Linked DNA regions of Mus musculus: regions 1, 2, 3, 5 and 6 are each linked to region 4. Evidence: chromatin contacts called from public promoter capture Hi-C data. All regions are on one chromosome and are shown on one strand. Each heading gives the region's core, a stretch centred on a gene start, on an enhancer-like site or on the middle of the called end of the contact. The rest is flanking DNA. Distances are from core to core; before and after follow the strand shown.

What was found. Promoter capture Hi-C pulls out the DNA fragments that hold promoters and counts their contacts. Capture Hi-C pulls out chosen DNA fragments and counts their contacts.
Region 1: a contact with region 4 is called in a promoter capture Hi-C map of liver, with 4 times the contacts expected there. The contact joins the promoter of Tm6sf1 here to the promoter of Abhd2 in region 4. A contact is called at or near these places in 3 of 39 promoter capture datasets (liver, neutrophils and pre-B cells) and 2 of 9 other capture datasets (adipose tissue and liver).
Region 2: a promoter capture Hi-C map of adipose tissue shows a contact between it and region 4, with 3 times the contacts expected there. The contact joins the promoter of 3110040N11Rik here to the promoter of Abhd2 in region 4. A contact is called at or near these places in 1 of 39 promoter capture datasets (liver) and 2 of 9 other capture datasets (adipose tissue and liver).
Region 3: a contact with region 4 is called in a promoter capture Hi-C map of liver, with 7 times the contacts expected there. The contact joins the promoter of 2900076A07Rik here to the promoter of Abhd2 in region 4. A contact is called at or near these places in 4 of 39 promoter capture datasets (liver, neutrophils and pre-B cells).
Region 5: a contact with region 4 is called in a promoter capture Hi-C map of liver, with 5 times the contacts expected there. The contact joins the promoter of Ramac here to the promoter of Abhd2 in region 4. A contact is called at or near these places in 2 of 39 promoter capture datasets (liver and pre-B cells) and 1 of 9 other capture datasets (liver).
Region 6: a contact with region 4 is called in a promoter capture Hi-C map of pre-B cells, with 6 times the contacts expected there. The contact joins the promoter of Whamm here to the promoter of Abhd2 in region 4. A contact is called at or near these places in 3 of 39 promoter capture datasets (liver, neutrophils and pre-B cells).

The regions. Positions count from the first base shown.
Region 1 is chr7:81,857,696-81,860,395 of GRCm38.p6, forward strand. It overlaps Tm6sf1 (transmembrane 6 superfamily member 1), which reads left to right and starts at 1,306. Exons shown (of 10, transcript NM_145375.4): 1 at 1,306-1,845. The coding sequence starts at 1,754.
Region 2 is chr7:81,788,025-81,790,724 of GRCm38.p6, forward strand. 3110040N11Rik (RIKEN cDNA 3110040N11 gene) reads right to left here and starts at 1,431. Exons shown (of 5, transcript NM_026077.4): 1 at 1,331-1,431; 2 at 426-552. The coding sequence starts at 1,360.
Region 3 is chr7:81,522,284-81,524,983 of GRCm38.p6, forward strand. 2900076A07Rik (RIKEN cDNA 2900076A07 gene) reads left to right here and starts at 1,267. Exons shown (of 4, transcript NR_160675.1): 1 at 1,267-1,393.
Region 4 is chr7:79,272,012-79,274,711 of GRCm38.p6, forward strand. Abhd2 (abhydrolase domain containing 2) reads left to right here and starts at 1,255. Exons shown (of 11, transcript NM_018811.6): 1 at 1,255-1,328. It overlaps Gm31510 (predicted gene, 31510), which reads right to left and starts at 1,018. Exons shown (of 2, transcript NR_169073.1): 1 at 956-1,018.
Region 5 is chr7:81,761,668-81,764,367 of GRCm38.p6, forward strand. It overlaps Ramac (RNA guanine-7 methyltransferase activating subunit), which reads left to right and starts at 1,286. Exons shown (of 3, transcript NM_025997.2): 1 at 1,286-1,389.
Region 6 is chr7:81,570,018-81,572,717 of GRCm38.p6, forward strand. It overlaps Whamm (WAS protein homolog associated with actin, golgi membranes and microtubules), which reads left to right and starts at 1,275. Exons shown (of 10, transcript NM_001004185.3): 1 at 1,275-1,892. The coding sequence starts at 1,305.

The DNA of each region.
Region 1 (2,700 bases), core at 56-2,555, 2.6 Mb after region 4:
CTTGCTGGGTAGCTAAGGATGACCTTGAACCAGGGACTCCCTCTGCCTCCATCTCTTAGTGCTGGGATTTCAGATGAGCCCCCATCAAAGTCAGTTCATGAAGTGCACGAGGACAGAGCCTTAAGATTTGTGCACACAAAGCAAGCACGATCAACTACACCCCCAGCCTCTATTAAGTTATTTCCATAAATATGATTCTGAATTTTAAAAAAGCCCAAGCATGGATGAGAAGGAATAGAAATGATATGCAGCAAGTGTCTAGGTAGACAAGAAAGATTCAGAGCAGCCCGAGAGACTCAGGATACACGCAGACGGCTAAAGCAGCTCGGTGTGGGATGTGGAGGAGGTTGGACTGGCTGGGAAACTGGCCTAGGAGATGGCCTGGAGGAGAGAAGGCGCTTTGGGGAATGAAGGAGGTGGTAAAGGCAAGGAGCGATCATGGAAGATCGTGAGCGATGTCCAGGTTCCCACTGAGACTTCTGGGAGAAGCTTTGCGAGATGCTGCCGTTTGGACAGTCTTTACCCTTTTGTGCCCATTGTTGGCTGAGTTTTCAAGAAAAGGGAGGGCAGATAGTAGGAGAGCTGGCTTTGGAACAACCGACTGTCCTGGTGCAGGTTCATTTTCCTCACATTGAAAATGAGCCAAATGACCTGTAAGCCTCTGACCTAAAGACAGGAAGGCGCGCACTCTGCTGCCCCCACTGTTGCTCCGGAGCCCACTTCTTTTCCCTTCCCTGGGGCCATACCAACAGGACTCAGGCCCAGGGGGCTTCCTGAGCACACCCTGCTCAAGCAGCTCTTTGGGCGGCACTCTCATGCTCTACACCCAGACGTCTGGGAATATTCCACGAAGAGCCCTAATCTTCAGGACCTGCCAGGCTAGCCGGTGGTAACCTGGCCTCCAAAAACACTCCAGGCAAGGAATGAACGCTGCCTCAGTGTCTTACATCAGGGCATTCCTCTGAGGGTCAGTTCTGCTACAAAAAAAGAAAGGGAGCAGGAGACAGACCAGTGTGCTGAGCAGTGCAGGGCAAGCACTCCACGCTTGTTAACTCGGTCGATTTCCACAATCATACGAGGGAGCAGGTTATTCCCATTTCACAGAGAAATGATACAGAATGTTTCAGTAACTTGATCAAGGTCAAGGGGCGGTGAGTGAGCAACCAAGGTGGAAAACAAATATTTCCACTTGGCACTGGAACATTGGTTGCGGACGTTGATGGCAGCTGTGTGTAGGGAAGGGGTGCGCGCGGGGGGTGGGGTGGGAGGGCGGCACAGTGTTGTTCCAGGAGCATCTGTCCCCACAGGTCTCTGAGCCGATCTCGCGGGCCTGCGGGCTCTGACACCCTCAGATCTGGCTCCACCCTCTGCTGGCCCTTGGCTCAGCCCAGCTCCGTTCCAGCTCGAGGATGCCCAGCTCCCATCTGTGACCCGCGTCCTTCGCCGGGCCCTTCCTTTTCCCATTAAAGCAAGCGTCCTGGGGCGCTTGTCTCCTCGCGGTGGCTGCTGAGCCCTTGCGTTCGTTAGCAGGAGCCTGGTGGGGACGCCTCTGGGGATCGTACAGCGGCCCTAGAGCACCCGGGTGGTGCCTCTCTCTGTGCGCGCCGGGCAGCTACGGGCGACGGGGACGCGCAGAGGAGACGCGGCCGGGGGCCGCCTGGAAGGGCAGCGGCGAGGGGCGCGGCGCCGCCGGAAGCTGAGCCAGGGGACCCCCGGCGCGATGCGGTGAAAGAAGAGCGACCCGGAGGTGGCAATGAGTGCCTCTGCGGCCACGGGGGTTTTTGTGCTGTCCCTCTCAGCCATCCCGGTCACCTACATCTTCAACCACCTGGCGGCCCAGCACGAGTGAGTGAGCGCGCGCGGGGTAGACAAGAGCCCGCAACTTTTCCGCGGGTTTGGGACCGCGGCTTTGGGACTGGGTAGCTTCCAGAAACGCCACGCCCGCAGCATGAGGGAGGCACCAGGGTCACCCGGCCCTAGGTCCTCAAACTGGGCTAGGGCAGTTCAAGGTCTGAGAGCTGGGCGCCTGCTCTTTGCCAGTACTGGGTGGGTAGCTGATATTACCAAGGTCAATACCGAAATGCCCCTGCCTCCGAGGCTCTCAGACACTAGAGGGGTGCAGAGCAACACGGAAGGCACGAACCGCCTTATTTGAAAGGAACGCTTTCCTTGTATGGACTTTCACATACTTACCATTTTATAATTTTAGAAACTGTTGTGAGCGGCTAACAGAAATAACCATGGTTTTCTGAGCCTTTGCTACTAACAGGGTGACCTGGCTTTAGTGTTCTGGTCTGTCTTTGCACCTCAAGGATCTTGTGGGAACTTTGTGCAAGGGCGCTGTGAAAGGGATAGAGGTTCGATGCTGGCCAGGAGCAAAGGTTCAGTGATCAGTTTAATGCTAAGGAACCGACGAATTCTGTAAGGGCTCTGGGTCCCAGTCTTGGCTTTCACTTCTCTAAAGGGATCACTGACTGACGAGCCCCCATGGGCAGCCGAAGGCCTGGGTGGTCAGTGGAAAGGCGCCAGCGGTGGCCCTGCTGAAGTTGATTGTGGGCTGCTGGAGGAGGAAGTAACTGGCTGTGCTTTTCATAGCAGTTGGTGCTAAGGAAATTGCATCAATCTATACCCTGCAGCCCGTGCCAGACCTCCAGACTGCTAGCGGAGTATGCACACAGTCAATGGTTTTCTCTCACTGCT
Region 2 (2,700 bases), core at 181-2,680, 2.5 Mb after region 4:
TAAACTCTTTGGAACAGGAATAACTAAGAATAGTCTAAGCTATACATAGATTTCCTAATGTGTCCTTCCTAAACATTTTATTGTTTAGAGACAGGGTCTTGTTGTAGTCTAGCTGACCTCCTGCCTCAGTTCCTAACTAAGTACTTGTGAATTATTGGCATATATGACCAGGCCCATCTACAAAATACCACATTTTTAAAAAGGAAAAGATACACAGATTCCATCTGATTTGGTATTAAATATTGTACATTTTCTTTCAAATACCTCTATATGAGACTATAGAATGTTTAGATGGAGAAGCTTCTAAACGCAGACATAAAAAATACCATTTACAGTTACAGGATAAGCTTTTAGATAACAAGGCAAAAATAAGATGAAAACGCTGCTTTATCCACATCCAAATCCCACCCAGTGCTCAGACGTACCTGTCACAGCGTTCTGTCTGGAGCCAGGTTTGGCATGAATGGCTATGGTGACAAAACCTTTAGGGTCAGTTGCTACAGGCCCTGCAGCAGGAGGTGCTGTCTCTGGTTCTTTGGTTTGGTTTTTACCCTAAAATGACACACAATTTCACAGGTAACAAAATACTTCAGTTATTTTGAGCCATCACTACCCTCACCTTCACTAAACTGGGCCTACATGCAGAAACTAGCCACCACCGTGCTCCTCCCACATCCCTTCATGATCCAACATACAGAGACAGAGAGGGGGGTGGGGTGGGGCTGTCTCTGTGTAGGTATGTGTTCTACTTAAGATCTCTTGGCTAGCTTAGGACTTGTTCCCACAGTCTACTTTATCGTTTCTATTTCTCAAGAGAAGGGGCATTTATTAGTCATCTTTATAGCCAATGCATCCTAACGCTCAAGAGTGGGTGAGGAGTCCATTGCAGAAAGAACGACGACTGGTATTTAAATGCCATCTAACAACTTAACAGAAAACAACTTCCAGGGCAGTATGCGGACAGCGGGTATGAAGAGGAATAAGGATTCAAACTCCCTGACTTCAAGGGGCTGGGATCACAGCGACAGAAAACAAAGGGATATTAGGGGAGGGAGTGCAGTCTCATTGACAGAAGGAAGCGATCAGCCACCATAGGGAGGCAGAACGCACAGCCTGCCGGGAAGTGTAACCCTCAGAGTGAGAGAGCAAAGACGGTGGTCAGCGGGTGCGCAGTGGAGCCTACTCATCCTTAGGGCGAGCTAATGTGCGACCCAGGAAGTCTCAGACCTGGACCCGAAGGGAGGTCTTCCGCCCTCCAGGCGCTGCGTCTGTTCCCCGCCAGTGTAGCCCCGTGGCCCACCCTCTCCACAACACGAGGCTTGCCACTGGCCTTGCTTGTCGCACCGGCTTTCTTAGGCATTGTGGAACCACACAGGAGTCTAACAGAGGCCAAGCACACCGACCTACAGCAAGCAGCAGCATCCCAACCACGCAGGCGCCAGCGTGGCGGAAGAGTTCTGTGCGCCTGCGCAAGTCATGGGCGGAAGCGGCAGGCGCGTCGGCCGGCACCTAAGAGTGCCACCTCGCCCCGAGATGGCACTGTTTTCCTTCCTTTGCAACCTGCCAGCCTCAGGGTGTGATCCATTGGTGAGCCATCTTTGCCAGCAGAGGGAAAATTGTCACCTATCCTTAGGGTTGGCAAGAGCAGCCAGCCTCGGTGCTCGCCTGCCCAACGCGGCACCATGGCAATTCGCACAGGGCAGTGCGCAAGGAGAGGAGATCCACTGTGGAGTTGAATACAACCGTTCGTGAAACTGAAGCAGAGGCAAATCAATGCAAGTGCTAAAGTTAGGGACTGGCCTTGTCCAATAAGGTTAGAATGTATAGATGGTATATGCCCAGAGGTAGGAAGATCTGCTACCTAAATGGGAGATGGCTTGTTACCATTTTGAGGATCTTTGGGACCTGAATAATCTGAGATGGGGAAAAGATTAACTGAAGATGCCCGAGTCTACGGCTAGCAGTTGTGGCAGTCCGAGGGGGAGTTTTCAGGGTACATTAAGTTTGAAATGATTGGAGACATCCAAGTGGAATAGTTAAGGAGCTACCTGAATACATAACCAAATTATCAGTGACCTGTGCCAGTGAGAGGGGAGTTAAGGAGGAGGACAGAGACTGTGACAAATGTCAAAGGGCGACAGCATTCAGATTCACAAACAGGTGAGACTGGAATGTGAGTGCTGAAAACAGCCACTAAAGGTTGGGATCAGAATGGGATGTCTCATTTTACTCTCCCAGAGACACCCTTTCCACATGACACGTTAAGTGGTGTGTTGTGAGAAAGTGGCTAAAGCCTAAGACTCAGGTGATTCAGGTGTTAAACCACACCACACCTTTTTTGAAATACATTACAAATAGAGGCACAAAGTGGAGCCAAAACTATACTGTAGTAATTTGATGAATTTTGAGGTGAAATCATGATGCCCTAAAAATATTTACATTACGATTCATAACAGTAGCCAAATTAGTTAGGAAGTAGCAACAAAAGTAATGTTACCGTTGGGAGTCATCACAGCATGAGGAACTGTATTAAAAGGTTGCAGCATTAGGAAGGTTGAGAACCACTGCTCTAGAGACTTGACAGTTTTTATCAGGGGAGGAACACGGATTGGTGTATTTCTGATGGTGCCTGGATGGGCAAAGGAGGGGGAAGCAATGTCCTCTAAGGAACCGTCAGCCTTCTCCACAGGTACCTCTAGA
Region 3 (2,700 bases), core at 17-2,516, 2.3 Mb after region 4:
TTCCTTCCTCCTCCTTCTCCTTTCTGCTTCTCACTGTATAGCTCTGGCTGGCTTGGAACTCTCCACGTAGACCAGTCTGGTGTTGAACCCTGAAGGCTGGTATTAAAGTAGTGTGCTACCATGCCCAGAAAAGTTACATCTTAAATGAGTAAGAGAAATGAAGTAGATTTGGCTCAAGCTGATAAACAAGGTAACATTTTTGCTCCTGATTTTGTATATTAAATCCAAAAGCCTTGTATGTTTGGACTGCATGTAAGGTCCTTTCATTACACCTATGTTTCTTATTTTGTTCTTTTTGCTTCAAATTCTGACCTCAAACTCGCAGCATCCAAATGAACTCTGAACTCATTGTTCTAAACCTGCTTACTTTTAGTTTACTTTAGCATTTGGTTTGCACATTCCTGGAGAACTCTGGCAGCTTACTAGGGTGCTCAGTAATTGCCGCCCCTGAAATCTTAAGTCTTTTCTGCAGCCTCACAATGTGAACTGGAATAAGCTGGGCTTTTTAATCCAACAGGATGGATGTCCTTGTAAAACACAGCAATAAGCAGAAATAAGGAGAACAAAGTTTGACAACAGAGTAGGGCCATGCTGCCTCAAGTCAAAGCACACACAGGATTTTTAGCGATCACCAGAAACTAAGTAAGGCAAAGATATCATATTCAAAATGACAGAGGAAGCCTACCTCTACCAAGGCGCAAATGTCAAATGTCTTTTGTTTTAGTCTCTCAACATTTGAGGTCTATCCTCAGGAAATTTATCCAAAAGTGATTTTACTTATCTTCCTAGACCCATGATCAAGGCTAGGAAGCTCTTGGTCCTTTCCTGGATGAATATGCATGGGCTTGCAACCAGGGGGAGTCAAGAGAGCGACTGAGTAAAGGTTACTGAGGTGCAGTGCACGCTTTGCTCTCTATAAGCAGGGTGGCAAGAATGAAGAACACTGAGAAGCTTAACAGCCAGGGCTGGGTAGCACAAGAACGCAGAGGAGTGTCGCAGGGGCGGGACGGCGTACTTCAGTCCCCAGGATGCCGCCTGCCAGGGGAGCAGAGAATAGCATACTCAAAACAATGCGGCAGCTCTCCACACCCACCCAGGAGCTACAAGCCGGCCCCCGAGTCTCCCACGATCCAGACGCCACGCAGCTAGACGCTAAGCAGCAGAGGACTCGCTCTGAGCATGCGCACTGGGAAGAGCCAAGCCCAGCCGCGCCGCGCGGTGCCTGACGTGGAACTTCCTCCCTACGGCTAAGAAGCCGGAAGTGGACTCATTTTCCACCGGAAGGAGGGAGAAATTATGACCGAGAGCCTGACACCTGATGCTAGCGGCTTTTGTCTCGCCAAGTTGACCCAGTATTTGGCCACCTTGTGCGGCGGGTGACTATGGTGTCCAGGTAAGTGGCTGACGTGGCAGGCGTCCCAGGAATGGGAGAAGAGATGGGTAAGCTGCCCGGCTATCGATCTTCCTTCTCTGTGTTTGTTTTTTCTCCATCTTTTTCAAAGAGGGTTGCTAGCCCACGGAATGGTGGGTAGATATGGAAGGAGAAATACGCGGTCACACAGACTGAAGTTAAATTAAGCACACACACATACGTACGTACATACATGCACACATACAAACACATATTCACATGCACAGAGCTGTTGAATATTGGCTCTGTAAATCCAGGCATTCCGAATCGATGACTCTTGCCTGAGGGAGGAATCACCTGTTGCAGTAATTTTAGCGCCCGTGAGCACATGCACACGCAGTGGGTGATTTTTAAGTTTCTTGAATGTGTCAGCAAAGGCATTTAATGTTAGAAAAGGGCAGCAAGGAGGCGGTGGAAAGTTGCATGGTTTGTTGAGGACAGATTCTAAAATCCCATAGAATTCTTGTACAAAGGAGTTTTTATATTGCTTTCTGATGGTGTGCGTGGATGGGTAGGAGGTTGGAAAATTGAAGGAGTGAAGACAGTAGTGAGGTGCACTTAGATACTAGCCTGATGGCTTAGTAGTTAAGAGCATTTGTGGCACTTCCAGAGGCTCTGAGTTTGGTTCCCAGCACCTATATCAAATCACTTGTACCTCAGGACCCAAGGAGTCCAACACACTATTCTGGCCTCCTTGAGCACCACACACATATGTCATTCACTCACAAAGACACGAACATACATATATATAAAGCTTAGATAAGGTGTGAGTCCACCAAAGGAAAGTCATTCGTCAGCCATCAACATGTTTGACCCTGTAGATCAGTGGGTCACAACCGTGGGTCACAACCCCTTTGGGATCAAATGACCCTTTCACCTAAGGGGTCACCTAAGACCACTGGAAATACAGACATTACATTACAATTCAAAACAGTAGCAAAATTACAGTTATGAAGTAGCAACAAAAATAATTGTATGTTGGGGTCACCACAACATGAGGGTATTAAAGTCACAGCATTGGGAAGGTTGAGAAGTGCTGCTCTCGATGGAGATGAGTTTGCCGTGTCTGCCGTTCCCGGTGTACTGTGTAGCAACAGAAGGCAAACATGGGAATCTTCCTTACCTATTGCCTGTTATTGCATAGAAAACCCTGGGGGTCTTAAGCAAGATCTGAGCTCCCCCTAGAAAGCTTGTAGCGGAATACTTATTTGTGCGCTCACTATGGCTTTGTGCTGGCAACCTGTAGAACTTTACCCTAGCCTCTTTATGGGAAATTCACTATAAAGAAT
Region 4 (2,700 bases), core at 5-2,504:
AAAGTAAAGCAATCCTCCTGCCTCAGCTTCCTGCTGGAATAACAAACAGGAGACCGGTGCTGGCTCCTCCTCCTTGAGTTGGCTCATGCTTTCCTTGTCGGGGTCCGGAAATGTATTAAGAGAAAATTTAACATTGCTTCAAATCTAAATTCCTTCCTCTGGCTATGTGTTCCTTCTGTCTCCTGCCTCTTCTCTTGGAGCCACACTGCGTGCCTTGGCAGTGTGTCGGTGGCTGCCTCACTGGAGCTCCCTTTCGGGTTGTCAGTATTCTCTCCATCAGGCACGTGCCGTTGCGAACAGAGCCTCAGGTTCACAGAATGGTAGAACCCAGTCTAGGTGCATGGATGGAGAGGGTGAGTGATGAATAGCTAGTCTTGATAAACGCCCGTGGAACACCACGCACTGTACTGATCTTCTATCAGCAACCAGCACTTACCAAATATAGTCAGTGAGAACTCTAAAAGGCTAAAAGGCACGGCCAAGACTGCAGTCTGACTTCAAAGGTCACTTCTTCCAAGTGGCCTCCAACCACAAGGGCTGGTTAAAAGCTGAAAGATCATAGGGACTGTAACAGGTCCATAAAGTCCTGCATGTTCCCACCCACTTCCCTAGCTGAAAGAGGTCAAAGGCTGCTGCCTCCACCTCTTTGTCGCCTCCACCTCTTGCTTTCTGGTTTAGTGACTCACCACCTCTGCTCTACTAAGTTAGGACTCCACACTTCAAACACCTACGTCCTGAGCTACAGGTTCATCTTCCTGGGCACACCAGTGCTGAGAACCCCACGGCTGGGCTATCTCTTTCCCCAGTTCATCTCTATAAGACTCCGGACCTTTCTGCCCCAGAACTCAGAAAGCCATCACAATAGGCCCTCTCCTCTACTCCGTATCATCAACCATCAAACATAACCCATCCTTTAGCCGGCTCCCCTTATCCCGCCCCTCGGGGAGGACCTTACCCAATAGCATCTAGGCCCACTGGCTAAAGACATCAAAAGTAACCAATTATAGGAGAATTGCCCGCTAAGAATCTCCGCCTCCACCTTGAGGAGCAGTCCTACTGACCAATGGGCCACCATATAGACGCAACAAGCGCGATGAACAAATAGAGTGGCGGCTGGGTGATCCAATGGACACTGGGAGAGCCTTGCTTGGGGGCGTAGCAGAGGCGGTCGTCAGGGGCGTGGCGGCAGTTGCCTGGGCGGGGCCGGTAGCGGCGGGAGCTGCGCTGGCCAGGGGTTCCGGCTGTATTTCTATGAGCGCAGCCGGCAGCTGCGGAGCTGCGGGAACCGGACTCCGGGCGGGTTGGACTGCTGGAGTCAATGAGAGAAGGTAAGACCTCGGCTGGGCGAGTTCCACCAAACAGGGATCGCGCCTTGGATGCGTCGGGCCAGAACCCCGAGTTACCCGGTCCCCAGCGTGGCTCGGCCCATCGCGCCGCAGCTTGAGTGCTCCGGATCCGTGGGGACTGTTTGGGGGACTGTCACCTGGCACTGCGGGGATCTAGAGGGCCAGCTTGTCTGATGACGGGGCAGCCCAACCCATTGGTGGGATACGCCTTCCTAAAGGTCCTTTGTCCTCTCCTGCTCGAGGAACCGAGGTTGGGGACAAGGCCGACGGAGGCCTCCTGGCTGCCATCCCTCGCTCTGATCAATGCTGAAGTCTTGGTCCTGGGGGAGGTATCTGGCCGGCCAGACTCAGGGTAGAGAGTGCAGGATGCTGGAAACCTGAAAGGGCCTGACTACAAGCCCTTTCGATGGGCCGATGCATTTTGGGATCCCGGGGCTCACCTACGACCGATGGGTTCAAGTTGTAGGGAAGCAATTTTTGACCTACTTGGAGGCGCACTTTATTGAGCTTGTGGGGCAACTGTTCTAGGTGCTTCGTGGGCTTTCCCCACAAGATCTGTCCAGCAGCGCCCCGGGCTGCCTGCCAGGCCGAGCAGCCAGAGCATCGACCTTGGAAGTGCCTAGCCAGAGGCCAGATGATAGCCACCTGTCTGGGATGCTTAGGAAGGGGAGAATTGTATGAGCCATCTGTGAGGCCCTTCTCCATCCACCCATGCACTCTGAACAACATTTATTGACTGTATCGAGGATGGGACTTACCGGAGTTGGCTAGATTCCAAGGGGATGTTGAATACACCCATAATGATCTTTTTTGAGGTCTTAGCTCTCAAATGCATGTGTGCATGCCTGCGTACAAATGGAATAGATTATATTGAATGCTGAGTTAATCAAGTGGTTCACCTTAAGTGCGCAGTTGGGGGTTCCACTTTCTGGTTCCTCTTTTGTGGTGCCCTCACCTCCAGCTGGTCAAGTTTTACCTGGCCCAGAGGCAGGTTCCAAGAACAGGCTTGGGAGAGATTGCAGGATTGGCAGAGTCAACATGATCTGTGCCCAGAGCTTTTCAAGGACCATTGGGTTACAGTCACACTAAGCAGAATGCATTTCCCCTCCTCACTGCCTCCCCTCATTTGCTTGACTAGGAAGGACATAATCCTCTGAAGGTCGGGAAGCAGAAGAAATAATTATAACCCGCTTTACCCAGGTGAAGATAAATGAAGCTTTGTCCGGGTAGGCAGCCAAAAGCAGCTCAGTCCACGCTGCTGGCGGTCAGCATGATATTTAGAAGCCAAAAGGCTGATGCTCATCTAACTCTTCCCCCTTATTGTACGGATGAAGAAACCTAAGGCCTGGGGTAG
Region 5 (2,700 bases), core at 36-2,535, 2.5 Mb after region 4:
CTCATTCCCTGTAAAGTCTTAGAGAATGGATGTAATATCAATGTCAACATCTGGAGGTCGTGGTGGTGGTGAGGTGGTGGGGTGTGTGTGTGTAGGGGAGTGGCAATATTCTAAGCATAAGGGAACACTGGCAAGCTATAAAAACATAATGAGTATTCGTGAACTACTGCATTTGGTCTGCTTTACTGTGAGGGAATGAAAGAGAAATATCAGAAAATAGAATTTTGAATCCAAATTAAGATTGTTGGCCTTGGCAGCAAGGAGTTATTGAATATCTTGCATCCCAGTTGTGCTTGAATATGACTATAACTACGGCAGTTGTCTGGTGATATGCTGGTGAGGGGCAGTGACTTAGGAAGAAGGGCATCGGTGCTCTGTTCAGGGAGTGTAGAGAGAACTTGGATGAGGAGTCAGTGGGGATGGGAATGGATGAAAACCAGAGTCACAAGGACCAAATAACAGAACGAGACATCTGACCAGGGCGTGGAAAGAAAAGGTATTCTTTTTTTAGCTTTATTTTATTTATGAGTACACTATAGTTGTTTCCAGACACACCAGAAGAGGGCATCAGATCCCATTACAGATGGCTGTGAGCCACCATGTGGTTGCTGGGGATTGAACTCAGGGCTCCAAGAAGAGCAGTAAGTGTTCTTATCCTCTCCAGCCCTAAGGTATCCCATTTTGACACTAAACTTTCCAGGCTGATCGTATTCCCAAGAGGAGGGCAAGGTCCGGGGAGCAATCTGAGAAAAGTGGCTAGTCAACAGCTGGCATTGCCACACTTGCAAACAACCGAGAAGAGCGGAGACTTCGGGAGCGAGCGGAATACGGGCAGTGGAGGCGTGGGTTCGTCTCTGCAAACACACATAGACAACGGTGCGCAGGAGCCTTACTGCCCAGGCCGGCTAAGAACCGGGTGGGCATCGCCCAAGCAGAGCAGTCTCGTCTGCTCCTCCGCCCCGCCGCCCGGGCTCCGGCTTTGGGGTCTCCATTGACAAGCAGCCTTCCCTCCTAGTCCTACTCTCAGACTTCCCGTACCAGTGCACCAGGCACTGCCAGTTCGAGGGATTTTATACATGACGATATCCTCTCCCCGACGGTCACCAGGCACTGGCTGCGAATGACCGCACTGCCCACCATCGCCACTTTGCTCGACCCTGCGGAGCTTCCCTAGGGCCGCGCCAAGGTTCGAATGTGAGGGGCGTGGCGGGGGGGGAGGGGGAAGCGAGGATTTCTAGATCTCGAGAGACTTGGCACGAGACTCCGCCTTACACGCTCCGGAAGCGGAAGTCGGGTGGTTGAGGGATTCCTGAGCGTTTGTTTACCTTGGAGAGCCGGGTGGGGTGCGGCGGTGTGGACGCCCGAGGTCTCCAGTGCGTCCCATGAAGGGTGAGTACCGCACATGGCGGATGAATCTCCCACCCGGGGCGGCGGAGGTGATGGGGGCCTGGGGCCGGAAAGTGCGAGAGGCCGGAGGTCGCTGCCCCTCGGAGCCTCTTTCTCCGCAGCTCGGCTCCTGACGGCAGTTCTGGAAGGAGCCGCTTTGTCCCGGCCGTCGTCAGCCGCGCGTCGGCTGGCGGGCTGGGATGCGCAGTGGTTAGTCAGTCATCCTGCTCCGTGCTCGGGGCTCCGCTCTGGAGAGCAGCCGAGCCAGGGTCGGCCGACCGCAGGCAAAGCTCTGTGCGGTTCTCTATGTGGTGAGGAGGTTGGTGGGATCCAAGTGCCAGGAAGGCTGTCGGCCGCAGCGACAGAGAGCGCGCGGCCCCTGGTTGCCCGTGCCTGACCTAGCTTGTAGCTGGTGACGACCGAGGCGACGAGGGTCGTCGCCTCTCCGAGTTCCTCCGTGGAAGCTCGAGTTTCCTCGTAGGCTGCTAGGACTGAGATCCTTGGGTCTCTAATCCTGCCCACTCAGATCGAGACGTGTGTGTGCACAGCTCCTCTGCCCACGCACGCCTTTGCGGGGTGGGGAAGAATTGTCTGTCTGCGGGTTGTGTGTCTGTCTGTCTGCGGGTTGCGTGTGCTGGCGCCCGCAGAGGCCGGAAGAGGGCGTCTGTTCCCCTGGAGCTATATTACAGGCAGCTGAGAGCAGCGTGGGTGCTGCGATCTGATCTGTGGTCCATCGGAAGGGTAGTGAGCGCTCTCGACCACTGAGCTATCTCTCTGACACTTCCCTCATCTTTTGAGGTTTCTTCCAAGACCCCCTTCCCCCCAGCCGTATTTTCTTAATATTATTTATTCTATTATTTCTTTTATATGTTTATTATATAATTATATTTTATATATTATGTAATTGTGCTTTATGTGATTATTATACATATGTATTGTATATTTTTACATCATAATAACATTTTTCCCTTTCCTCCCTTTAGACCCTCCCTTTATCCCCTCAGCTCTTTCAAATTCATAGTCTCTTTAGTAATATGTAGATATATACAACCTGCTCAGTTCATATATTGTTACTTATGCGTGTGTTTTCGGGGCTAATCAAATATGGCATTAGAGAACCAGTTGGTGTGCTCTTCCCTTGAGAAGACTATTTCTCTTGCTCTCCGCATTCCTTGGTTGCCTGTAGTTCTTTGTTAAGGCCTCTTGACTTTTCCCTCTTCCACATTCTCTTGTCTTTTGGTAGTGTTGGCCTCAGCCCATATTTAATCAACCTAAACATTAAACAATATAGTTGTCTCAAATCCTTGGGTTAAG
Region 6 (2,700 bases), core at 25-2,524, 2.3 Mb after region 4:
ATACAAGGAGGACAAAGATTTCAGTTTTAATCTGAAGGAAGGACAAAGCTTGGCATCTGAGCCGAAAGGCTCCAATGGAGCCAGAATGGACAAAGATCCTCTCCTAGGAATAAAGTGCATTTAAAAAGGAGATATGCATATGCAGGCATTCTTTACCAAGGTGTGGTTTAGCTGCCCCTCATCTCAAGGTCCTTCCCAACAGGTCTTGTCATCTCCAGGAATAGTTACTTGCTCTGGAGGGCACAGCTTTTTAGCATAGATAATCACTTCTTCTGAGGACAGGTGTGACCTCTTCTTCAAGGTTCACCTTGCCTTAGATCATAAAGGTTTTTATGGCTGTCTGTTGTTCTCGGAATCTAAGGTGGCTGCAGGTTTAGAACTGGCATCTTTAGGGCTCATGTGAGGAAATGCAGCAGCACTTTCTATTGGCTTGTTATAATACCCCGGCGGCATGCTTTCAGTAGTGAGGCCATCCTGCTTAGCCTTGGTGCACATATATTGTAGACAAATTCCCTCTCTAGGTCTCAAATCCTTGCTGTCAGGATGATGCTTGGCATAGACTGGCTTGGAAAGCAGAAATATTTAGGCACTCCCCCTCTCCCCCATCTCAATATACCAACAACACAGCAGATACTCAGTAAGTTTACTATATTGACAAAAATAAATGTGTCTGCGATCTAGTTTTTGACACCCCAGAGCCCTCAGTAAGTAAATATTGAGTTCAAATAGAAGTTTGATCTTGCCAGTATGTTTGTTTCAGGAGCCACATACTTAATAGGATCCTGTTGAGGGAAATTCTCATTGTAATGTTGAGAACTAAGATAGGGGCTTGAGAGATGGCTCAGCAGCTAAGAATTACTATTTTTAGAGAGTGCATTAAGCTGTTAACAGCCCCATAGAGTATTCAGTTCTAGGGGACATGACGCCCTCTTCTGGCATCTGTACTAAGGTGTGATGTCGTCCTGCCCATGTATACATGGGCTTAAAAATAAAATCTTTGCCGAACATAGCGGCTGTATGCCTTTAATGTCAGCACTCAGGAGACAGAAGCAGGGTGGTCTCTTACGAGTTCAAGGCTAGCCTGGTTCACTTAGAGAGTTCAAGGTTCGCCGGTGTTGTAAAAGGGAGACTTTGTCCCGCCTCCCCGAAAAGACTTTCCATTGGCTTTCACTTAACCAACTCCAGACAGCCTCCCTCACACAGCCTATCAGAATGAGGGGGCGGGAGCTTCTGCGCCTCTGACTGACAGTAGCGGCTCCCGGAAAATGTCGTGGCCTGTCGCAGTCTAAGGGTGTGCGGCTGCCATGGACAGCGAGCAGCCCGACAGCCTGGATGGCTGGGTTCCGCTGCGTGAGGACCTCTTCCCGGAGCCCGAGCGCCATCAGCTGCGTTTCCTGGTGGCCTGGAACGCCGCGAAGGGCCAGTTCGCCGTCACCTGTCACGACCGCACGGCGCAGCGGCGGCGGCGCGAGCGGCGGGAGGCCGGCGACGGGGGATGTAGCTGGGCCGGGGTGCTGTCGCCCGCCGGGTTCCGCGGCGCGCACCGGCAGCTGGCGGCGCTGTGGCCGGCCCTGGAGCCCTGCTTCCCGCCGCTGCCGCCCGAGCTGGACGCGGCGAGCGGCGCGGGCTGGGGCCTGGGACGCGGGCTGTGGGCCCTCCTGTGGCCGCTCCTGTGGCCGGCGCCTGCGGACCCTGGCGACTCGGCGCTGCAGGAGCTGTGCCGGCAGCTGGAGCACTACCTGGGCCTGGCGGCCGAAGGATGCGGCGGCGCCACCGTGCGCGACGTGCTCTTCCCGGCCCCGGGTGACTCGGCAGACTGCGAGGGCCTGAGCGAGTTCCGCGAGAGGACGCTGCGCGCTCGCCTGGGCCAAACGGCCACCCGGCTGCACCAGGTATGAGGCCCCGGGCCGAGGGCGGGTCCGCGGGACACTCGTGATGCGCACCGGGCGTCGCTGGTGCACCTGCGCCTCTGTTGAGAGAGAGTGGGGACCTTGAAGTTGAAACACGGTGGTGGTGGTGTTTTGTGTTTTTTTGTTTTTGTTTTCTGCTAGGATTATCAGAGTTCGGCTCCGCGCCGCCTGGCTCTCTTGGTTTGTTGTTGTTGTTGTTGTTTTGGTTGTTTGTTTTTGTTTTTGAAACAGGGTCTCAATCTGTGGTCCAGGCTGGCTTTGAACTCAGGACATTCCTCTGCCTCAGCCTCTCCAGTCCTGGGGTTAGGTAAAAGTTTACTTGCAGTTCTGAGCCAGGCTCTGCGCTTCACCTTTTCCCTGTTCTGGGCAGAGCAGGATGTTGTAATGGGAAAGGCCAGAAATATGAAAGTAAAACTGAAAACAAGGCATGTCCGTCGGAATAAAAACATAAGCTAAGTGGAAGCAATTTGGGGTTCTCCGGAGAAGATGAGGGATGGCTAAAACTGTCTGAGGATGAATGACATTTAAAAGATAGTTTTATTATTTTTTCTTCAAGCAATAAGGATTTTTATTATTATCTTCAAGCAGATGGAAAGCCCTCGGGGAGTGAGGCTTTACTCATCTGCCTTTAATGGCAACAACAAGAAGGCTCTTTTGGACCAGATAATTTGAGACACACACATTCATTATTTGTGTGGTAAACTTAACAGACCCTAAAGAGTGGGGACTTTTCACTTCACTGGAAGATTTAGGGAGAATGTATAAGTTTTACCCAGCAACAATTTCACGA